Regions from separate parts of the Capra hircus genome. Here region 2 is linked to region 1. The links are chromatin contacts, called in public Hi-C maps. All regions are on one chromosome and are shown on one strand. Each heading gives the region's core, a stretch centred on a gene start, on an enhancer-like site or on the middle of the called end of the contact. The rest is flanking DNA. Distances are from core to core; before and after follow the strand shown. Region 1 overlaps PML (protein PML). Region 2 overlaps STOML1 (stomatin-like protein 1).

Region 1 (4,333 bases), core at 1,591-4,090:
TTGGGGGCCTTAGTTAGCTTAGGGTTGGGGCCAAGGGCTCAAGAATGAAAACCTCCTTCACCACTGCCCCAGAGGCCTGCTGCTCATTCCTAAAACCCCAGAATGAATGGTGGGGCTAGATGGGAGCTCTGGGACCATGCAGGCTAACCAGCCCATTTTATAGGTGGGGACGTGGGGGCTCAGGAAGGGGCCCTTTCCTGGGTCCCACTCAGCGCAGAGTCAGGGCCAGGACTTTCTCTGCTGCTCCACACTGCTTCTCCTGGGAGGGCAGTCTATCAGAGCAATGGCGCTGAAACCTGGTGGGCCTCAGAATCATCTGGAGAACCTGCTAAAGCAGCCTGCTGGGCCCCACCCTAGAGATTCCCATGCTGCAGGTCGCTGGACTCCACTGAGAGCAGTGCTGGGTTGGAGGTCACACCTTGGGAGGCCTTGGGGCAGGTAGTGGCATTGCAGAGAGCCAGAAGGGCCCAGTGTGGCCAGCAGGAGGGAAGCAGGCTTGGAAGGTCATGTCTGGAAGCAGGGAGCGGCAGGGAGCGGCAGGGAGTGGCAGGCCCTGTCTCTGCTGAGAGGAGGCCCTTGGGGGGTGAGAATGCCCCAGAGCGGACATGAACTGGGCTGGCCTCCGGGCAGGCAAAGGCTGGAAGAACCCAAACCCCCAGGGAAGGTTTGGTTTGAAAGGCACTTTGGTACCCGTGGGGCCCCTGGTGGTGTAGGCAGTGTCCGTGGGTGCTGTCAGCAGGGCCCCTGGGGCCATGCCAGTGCTCAGGGAGGAGCAGTAAGGGACCCTCCGGAAGCTGGGCTCGGTTGGCTGGGGCAATATGGGGGCTGCTTCGAGAGCCCAGCGGCCAGCCCTTCTTCATCAGGGACCCTGCCCTGCCCCCGCTTCTGGCTCCCGGAGTGGGAGGCCCAGGGGATCTTCGAGCTAACTCATGGTGCTCCCAAGGCCGCCCGGGGATCTTGTGGCCCCCATCAGGTGGTTGCTTGGCCTTGGAACCTTCTCTGTGGAATTTTTAGAGAGGTGGAAATTGGTCCCGGAGAAGGAGAAGTGATTCTGGACCAAATGACAAGGGAGATAACTGGACCTGGGGATGCTGTGGTGGGCAGGGGCTGGCTCAGGGACCCCATCTCTCTCTGTCCCCAGAGAGTCTGAGCCAGTCAGCCCCTCCCCTCAGGTCTGCTGCGTAGCCCTTTCTGCCAAGCTGTGGCCAGCCGGAGGGGCAGCGACGCCTCCTGCCCCTGCCGAGGCCGGCTCCCCCAGCAGGCCTTCGAAGTAGGTGCCCAGAGACTGCAGGTCGAGTGCAGGCTGGGACGACGTGGGAGTCTGGAGGCTCAGGAAGCGGTTGTACTTCTTCAGGCCGCCCTGGGGGTCATGGTGGTGTGCGGTCAGCAGCTCTATGAAGGTGACCTTGTGGAGGGCCAGCAAGCGGGCCTCGGCCCGGGGCAGGATGGCCGCCTGCACCAGGGGCTGCAGGGATGAGAAGCACTGCAGGCTGCTGAAGGGGTGGATGTGCGGGGCCAGCTGGGGGCCGGGGGACACCTCGAGGAGTCGGCACAGGTCGCGCATGGCCAGCACGGCCGCGAGGGCGCTGCGTTCGCTCATGTTTCTTGCCAGGTAGGTCTTGGCCAGGCTCTTGAGTTTGAAGCTGCTGGCCCCCGGCACGCACTCCCGGATGAGGGGCAGGGTGGCCAGGAAGCCCGAGATGGACTTCTGGAACTTCCCCAGCATGTTCATCTCCTCCAGGGCCTGGAAGAAGCTGGGGAGACTGGGTCCCCACAGCTTATAGCAGGCCAGGATGGGCTGGTGCATGCTCGCCAGGAAGTACAGGAAGTGCTGCAGTCCCACCTCTAGGGAGACAGCCTTGGAGTACACGTTGAGCGCCTCGGGCTGGATGAGCGCGCGGAACTGGCTTTCCTGGTTCACGGCTGCCAGCTGGCTAATCTTCTGGGCTGGGCAGGAGAGAATGGCAGCGTGAGGCCTCAAGGGCATGGCGGGGGGCACCAACCCCACCATCCAGAGACCCCATTTTGGGGCCTGATGGCAGGAATCAAGCATCAGCCTCAAACGCAGCTCTGACCCTGGCTCCAATAGGGATGGGGGTCAGAAGGGGAGGTAGGGCTGCCCTCCAGGGCCCCTTCCTCCCCTGCCGGGAGTCCTGCTCCCCCCTGCCCTGCCACCTTCCGGAGTCCACCAAACCCTTTCACTCCAGTCTGTCTGCTGCCAGCCTCCACCCACCTACCCTAGGGATCCCTCACTGCTTCAGCCTAGCCCTCCACTCCCTTTCCCCCCGACCTCCAACCCCATCAGTCACATAGTTAAGGCCCCCAGCCATCAGAGCGCTGGGTCAGAAAGCACATTTGCCCAATCCACTCCATTCAGAGTATGGTCCCGAATCTTCCAGTGAGGTCTGCAAATGGCTTCCCTGTCCTGTGAAATACCCGCTGTTTGTGTCTCCCTGGGCTGACCCCACGCTGAGCCCAGGCAACTGGATGGGACCTAGCCTCCCGCAGGGCTAGGGTAAGCACCGCGAATTTGAGGGAGAAGGGGTCACATCTCTCTGTGACCTTGGCTCTGTTGGCCGGCCCCTGCAGCAACCTTGGAAAGAATGGGCCCTGTACTCAGCCTAAGGCTGTGTTTGGATTGCTGGTGTCACCTCGGCAACCTTGCGTTTCTGTTTACAAGTGTGTTCCCAAGGCTCCCTAATGGAAGCACCAGTCAGGGAGGGACTCATGGAGGTGCCTGCCTCATGCCTTCAGGCCCTGGTCAAAGCAGACGTCCTTATTCAGAGAACCAAGTTCAAACACCCGAGAGGCCCCGGGAGGTGCGGTGCTTTGACCACCCTCTGGCTGCAACCTCTGGCCACAGCTCAGGGCTCTCCCGAGCTCACAGATGGCTCTGCCTGCACTTATCCTGGGGACTTAGGGACTGAGCAAGAAAGGGTTGGGGGGTGGCCACCGGAGAACCCACTTTCATTGTCAATCTTGAGGTCAAAGAAAACCAGGGGCTTGTCTTCCACCAGGGAGTTGGAGAGGCCGTCGTCCAGGACTGCGAGGGAGCTGGGGCCCTCCAGCTGGAGGTCACTGGACTCGCTGCTGTTGTCGGCCAGCTCTCGGGAGTCCTGCAACACAGAAGAAATCAACAGGTCAGGGGCTGTGGGGGCCGAAAGGGGGCAGTGGCCATGTGAGCTGGGTCCCTGGGAACAGGCGTGCATGCTGGTGTGTGCGTGAGCGTGGGGTAGAGGGCGATGAGAGCACGTGGATATGGGGGGTGGTCTGTGTGTGCCTCAGGGAGGGCCTGTTACTGGAAAAGGGAGGGGGCGTATCCAAGCGAGTGCCTGAACGGATGTGAATGTGCATATGCACGTGTGAGGGTCATGCGTGTGAACCAGGGCACGTGTGTCAGTGCGTGAATAGGATGGGATCATGGGGGGAAGTGTGAGTGTGAAAAAGTGTGGGAATGAATGCAAATATTGTGTGTATGTGTGTATGGGGGGTGTGGGTTTGCGAGCCTGTGTTGACACACGTGTGTGTGCAAGTGCGATACTGTGTGGCTGAGTGTGCACATGGGTGAGCAGGGCTGGGGGGGTAGGCTCTGGGAAGGCGTCGGGGCCGAGGTGGGCAGGGCCCCATGTGTCTGCTCCTTGCTTCAACTTCTTGAGCCGACTCAGAACAAACATCGTGAACTGGGGGGTGGTGGGGGAAGGAGTCCCATCTCGAACCTCAGGTGTTTCTCTGGAAGGGGCAGGATGCCTGGCTTTTCTTGTCCCCCAGGTGAGCTGAGGTCCCGGCACCCTGCACAAAGGAGAGGGGGGCCGCCCGGCTCCTGGGATGCCGCCTCTACGGGGCACATGGCGCCTGGCTGTGAGAGTAGTGGAGAGAAGCAGGCTCAGACCTGGGAGCCCTCTGCCATTTGGCGTCCAGAAGACAGCTGCTTAGGCAAGCAGGCCGGGGCTCCGCCAGGCTGGGCACCTGAGGCTCTGTTCTCTGCAGCACCAAGGTGTGAATACTGTTGAAAGGCCCTGGGGGTGGGAGGGGCTCTAGCTGTAAGCATTTAAACCCCAGGGGCTAGGGCGAAGGAGGGAGATAGAGTCTTTTGTAATATAGAGCTAATTGCTTATCATCTGCACACCTGGCAAAGCTAGGCTTTGGGGGCCCGCTCAGAACTTCCTGTGTCACCTGTGGATATTAACCAGACACCAGGGGGAAGGGGTGTGGCCATTGACACAGGGCCTGCTGAGGGCACTGCTTGGGACAGAGTCCAGAGCAGGCCCCAACCTTCCCCTCTGACAGACTGCCCCTGGTGGCTGATGGAGTTGGCCTCAGCCGGGGCCATCCG
Region 2 (4,802 bases), core at 1,425-3,924, 60 kb after region 1:
TGGACCAGGTGAGGAGCCTCAGGGAAAGGGTGGTTTCCCCCGCTGGGCGTTCAGGTTCGTGCCCAGCATAGACTGAGTTTCGCCTCTTGTTCCTTTAACCAAGCACCTTGTGCAGTGCACACCCTGCCCAGCTGTTCCAGCCACCCTGATTCTAGAGCTGACTAGAACTAAGGTAATGAGAAGAGTCTGAGTGTGCGGAGGCCTTTGGGAGCCTCCATGGGAGGAAGCAACAGCATCCAGAAGAGAGTTTAAGACTTAAGGCTGGAGTGATTTAGAAATGGGGGTTGGGGTTATGGCTAGAAACTCAAGGGCAGCCTCTTAGCAGAGGAAGAAACTGAACGCAGGCCTGCAGTGGGTGTAAGAGAGAGCGCTGTGGAAGCATGAGGGCTACCGTCATGCTGACCTTGGCAGCGCACTGACTTCCTTCTCTCTGCCTCCCTCCCCAATCCCATTGGCCACCACCAGCAGATACCTTGGAGATGGTGAGCGAGGTTGAGCCGTCTGCACCTCACGGGGGTGCTGGGTCCAGCCCCAAGCAACCTGTGGCCGAGGGGCTGCTGTCGGCTCTGAAGCCCATCCTGTCAGAGGCCCTGGTCAGCCAGGTCGGGGCCTGCTACCAGTTCAATGTCATCCTGCCCAGCGGCCCCCAGAGCATCTATTTCCTGGATCTCACTGCAGGTGCCGCTGCCCTCCCTGCCCTCTCCTTCCCCACTGGGGTTGCTCATAGCCCTACCACCTGTGGTCCTTTTTAGACCAGGTCCTATTCCTGCCAGCAGTTTAGGGCAAACCCATAGCTATCAGGAGCTCAGATGGCATTTGCAGGCAGTGACTGCCCAGGCCTTGGGCTCCCTGTCCCATCCCCATGAGCAGGACTGCCCGGATGGCCCAGCTGCCTGGACCAACAGCCCTGCACACGTTGCAGGCCTGTTCGTGCCAGGCTCTGTCTGAGTGTGTTTTGCGCATCATGTCACCTACTTCTCATCATAAACCGGTGACTTAGTGATTATTATCATCCTCATCTCACCAGTTTGGAAACTGAGGCTCTGAGTGATCACACAGTCAGTAGGACTTGAACCCTGGGTATTAGCACCTGAGCTCTTAGCCACTCTTTCCACCCCTCCCAGTGGGACGTGCTGACCTCTTCTACCCCCTGTAGCATAGCTGTCCCCTCACTGATTCTCAGTTTTCTTTCTCCCCACAGGGCAAGGGAGGGTGGGACGCGGAGTGCCTGATGTCATCCCCGACGTGGTGGTGGAGCTGTCCGAGGAGGACCTACGGGCCCTGTTGTGCAGGGAGCTGCGGCCCCTGGGGGCCTACATGAGTGGGCGGTTGAAGGTGAAGGGCGACCTGGCTGTGGCCATGAAGCTGGAGGCTGTCCTCAAGGCCTTGAAGTAGCAGGTTTGGCTGCCTGTCAGTAGCCCGGCCCCGAGCTGGGCACCAAGCCAGGGAGACATCTTGGAGGCAGAGGCTCTGGCACTGCACCTTGGATTGTTGAAGCCCTGAGGAGTGTCAGACCCAGCGGGAGACAGTGAGTGGAGGCTGGGAGACACTGGAGCTAGGAGAGGCTGAGTCGGGCAGCCCTGCCCTTCTCACCCACAGTGGTTCTCTTAGCAAGCATTTGCTGATCCTGGTCCCCTGCCGAGTGCCCTACCTGAACTGGGTACCAGGCAATGACAGGAGAGCCAGGCCTGCTCTGCTCCTCTGGCGACCTGGCTGGAGAGGAGGGGCTGACGGAAACAGCCCAACAGCAGCTGGTTTGGTCCTGGTGTGAGGGAGCTCTGCATGTGACTCAGGCTCCAAGTTCCAGGAGAGGGGGTCAGAGAGGGGGGTCAGAGCAGCTCGGGGAGGGAGAGAGAAGGGACCAAGCAGAGGTCCCTGCATTGGGAGGGATCTGAGATTGGGCTGGGTCTGCCTTACTGATTGCAATCCAGGCCCAGACTGGGGGAGGGGGGGAAGACAGGGGGTCAGGGCAGTGTCTCTCTGGCCCTGCTCCTGAGGGTGTCCTGACTCATCTCCCAGCCTCAGTCTTGCATGCCTGACTGGCTGGGGCCAGGGCAGCATGACGGAGAGCCCTGCTGTTCTTGTGCTTCTTACCAGAGGTTTGAAAACCTCAAATAAACGTGCTGTTTACAATGTATCTGGAGAGCAACAGGGGACATGGGGGTGGGGAAGAGGGCTCCGAGGTGATGTCCGAGCTGCCAGCCCGGGACCCAGGCCCTGAAGGGTGACCCGAGCCCCAACAGTGATCTGGAATCACCCACAGTTCCCCTTCCTGACAAGGGCCTTGAAAGCAGGCAGGAGCAGGCACTCTGTTCCTCTTTATAGTCTGGGGAGAGCTTTGCAGGAAGGATGTGGGTGTCACAGCGCTGGTCGGGCAAACCGTTCATCCAGCGAAGGGCAGGGACTCCTCACACTCGAGGGGAGATGGAGCTGCCATCTCCTGCCCCTCCTGCTGTACCCCTGGTCACTGTTTCCCCATTGGTCCGGCCCAAACCCCAGGGACCCCAGAGAAGGAGGGCCTTAAACATCTTGAGTTCTAAGGAATGAATCTCACATCCCAGAGAGGCTTGTGAAAAAAAACCCACAGAAATTTGAGCCTCCTCTTTGAGGAACAGCCTCTGGCTTGTCCTCTGGCACCAAGCCTTCCCTGACAGGCCCCTGCCCAGCTGCCTTGGCACCAGGCTCCATCCAGTTTACCCTTTGGTTCCTGCCAGTGCTTGTCTTGGCCCGCCTCTTGTAGGTCCTCCTGGAGTAGACCAAACTGCCACTGGGTTTCGGTTTCAGCCCCAGGGCCCCTCCCTGAAGGGCCAGAGCCCCAGGCTGCTGACCGCCCCCTGTCCCTCTCTCCACCTCTCGGGAGGCCGCCCAGCTGGGGCTGCCTGTTCAAAAGCCTTCCTTCCAATCCCCACCACCCATGAGCCCCAGTGGGGCCTGGGCTCCCCGACTGCTTCGGGGCTGTCTTTGTGCCCATTCCCCAGTGTCTCTGTTACTGCTCTCGTGTGAGTGTCCGCCCTCCCTGTGGGACCTTGAGCTTCCTGCCTGAGCTGTTCATCATTGTTCTTTCCGCTGCTGCTGCACACAGTGCCCCACAGGGTGAGAGGGGAAGCCCCAGGCGCCTGCCTCGTGACAGCTTAAGGGAAACCGAAACTCAGATTTTCTTTGTGGGTGTCAGAGAAGCAAGCATCACCAGGGGAAACTGAAACTTTTATAGATGTCTGTGTGGGTGGAGAGCAGAATCTGCTGCTAGCCGTTAATGCCCTCATCCCATTGAGGGGAACTCATTCCTTGACGAGGCCAGTGCTCCAGGACAGGGAGCCCACAGGCTCAAGGCCTCTGGGCTTCGGAGGACCCAGCAGACTCTGCAGTCCCTGGGGGTGGGGGTGCAACGAGGGGTACCTAACGGGGCCAGGGTGTGAGGGGGCGGGGGAGGAAAGGGTGTCCATCAGAGAAAGCTTTCTGCGGAGTTGATCCCAAGGTACAGTTTACATGGAGATGAGAGAAGAAAGGAAATGGGGGAGACACTCGGCAGAGGGGAAAGTCCCTGTGAGGCCACAGCAGGCACCTCTGATTTGGGGAACTGGGACCTAAAGTCTGAGGGGGGATGTGTGCAGGGCTTTTGTAGTAGTAACTGATACCTCATGCCAGCCATGCCCCTCTACTGCATTAGACTCTTCCTGTATTTGTTTCCCCAGGTAACTTGATGAAGAATGATAACTCAAACAGTTACGTGATGCTTTTTCTATATATAATGCATTATTCTGATATTGTTTTTAAAATAAGTATTTAATTTTGAATGCTGCTGCTGCTAAGTCGCTTCAGTTGTGTCCGACTCTGCGACCCCATAGATGGCAGCCCACCAGGCTCCCCCATCCCTGGGATTCTCCAGGCAAGAACACTGGAGTGGGTTGCCATTTCCTTCTCCAATGCATGAAAGTGAAAAGTGAAAGTGAAGTCACTGAGTTGTGTCCAACTCTCAGCGACCCCATGGACTGCAGCCTACTAGGCTCCTCCGTCCGTGGGATTCTCCAGGCAAGAGTACTGGAGTGGGGTGCCATTGCCCTCTCCGATTTAATTTTGAATAGAGAAGTTTAAAAAGGCAAGCTGCAAAAATTGTTCCTCATACTCTTGACTCCATCCACGGAGTTTCAAACAGATATTCTCTGGTATTAGTTTCCAAGTTATTCTTCCAGAAGTTGGGCTCTGGGGATTTCCCTGGTGGCCCAGTGGTTAAGGCTCTGTGCTTCCACTGCAGAGGGTGCAGGTTCAGTCCCTGGCCAGGGTGCTAAGACCCCACATGCTGTGCTGCACAGCCGAAAAAAAATGAAGTTGGAGTTTTAAAAAAATACACTTACAAGAAAATCCACATATATTGTTTTTTGGGATTTTTTTTTTTTTTTTACAGAAATGGCAACATAGCAAATACAATGTTAATTTGTTCACTTAACATTGTGCTTGAGAGTCTTTACATATTTGCATACCTAGACTTTCCCTATTCAGTTTTATATTAATAGTTACATAGGATTCAGTTGTATGGGTGTATCATAGTTTATTTTACCTGGTTTGGATTGATAGACATTCAGATTATATTTTTATGTTTTGCTATTTCAAACAATCATGCAGTAATAACCTTTCACATATGCTATTGTGGTTGAAGTTCATCTGTGGGATAAAGTCCTAGAAAGGAAATTGCTAGGTCAAAGCATTTATAATTTAATATTGCCCAAATGCCTTCTTTAGGGATTATTCTAATTTACATTCCCATCGTCAGTAAGTGAGAGTCTGTTTTTCCTCACAGCCATGCC

What was found. A called contact is a pair of places that touch in the nucleus more often than the background predicts.
Region 2: a Hi-C map of liver shows a contact between it and region 1, with 5 times the contacts expected there. The contact joins two enhancer-like sites. A contact is called at or near these places in 2 of 5 Hi-C or Micro-C datasets (blood and liver).

The regions. Positions count from the first base shown.
Region 1 is chr21:34,016,716-34,021,048 of ARS1.2, forward strand. It overlaps PML (protein PML), which reads right to left. Exons shown (of 9, transcript XM_005695149.3): 8 at 2,966-3,116; 9 at 1-1,947. The coding sequence ends at 1,169. Among named protein-coding and RNA genes, the nearest start is that of ISLR2, 7.8 kb to the left of the region's middle. Within about 2 kb of position 2,841, at least 3 of the 5 cell types and tissues checked have an H3K27ac peak or open chromatin away from gene starts, as enhancers often do.
Region 2 is chr21:34,077,382-34,082,183 of ARS1.2, forward strand. STOML1 (stomatin-like protein 1) reads left to right here. Exons shown (of 7, transcript XM_005695157.3): 5 at 1-8; 6 at 466-678; 7 at 1,202-2,137. The coding sequence ends at 1,395. Among named protein-coding and RNA genes, the nearest start is that of STOML1, 9.4 kb to the left of the region's middle. Within about 2 kb of position 2,675, at least 5 of the 5 cell types and tissues checked have an H3K27ac peak or open chromatin away from gene starts, as enhancers often do.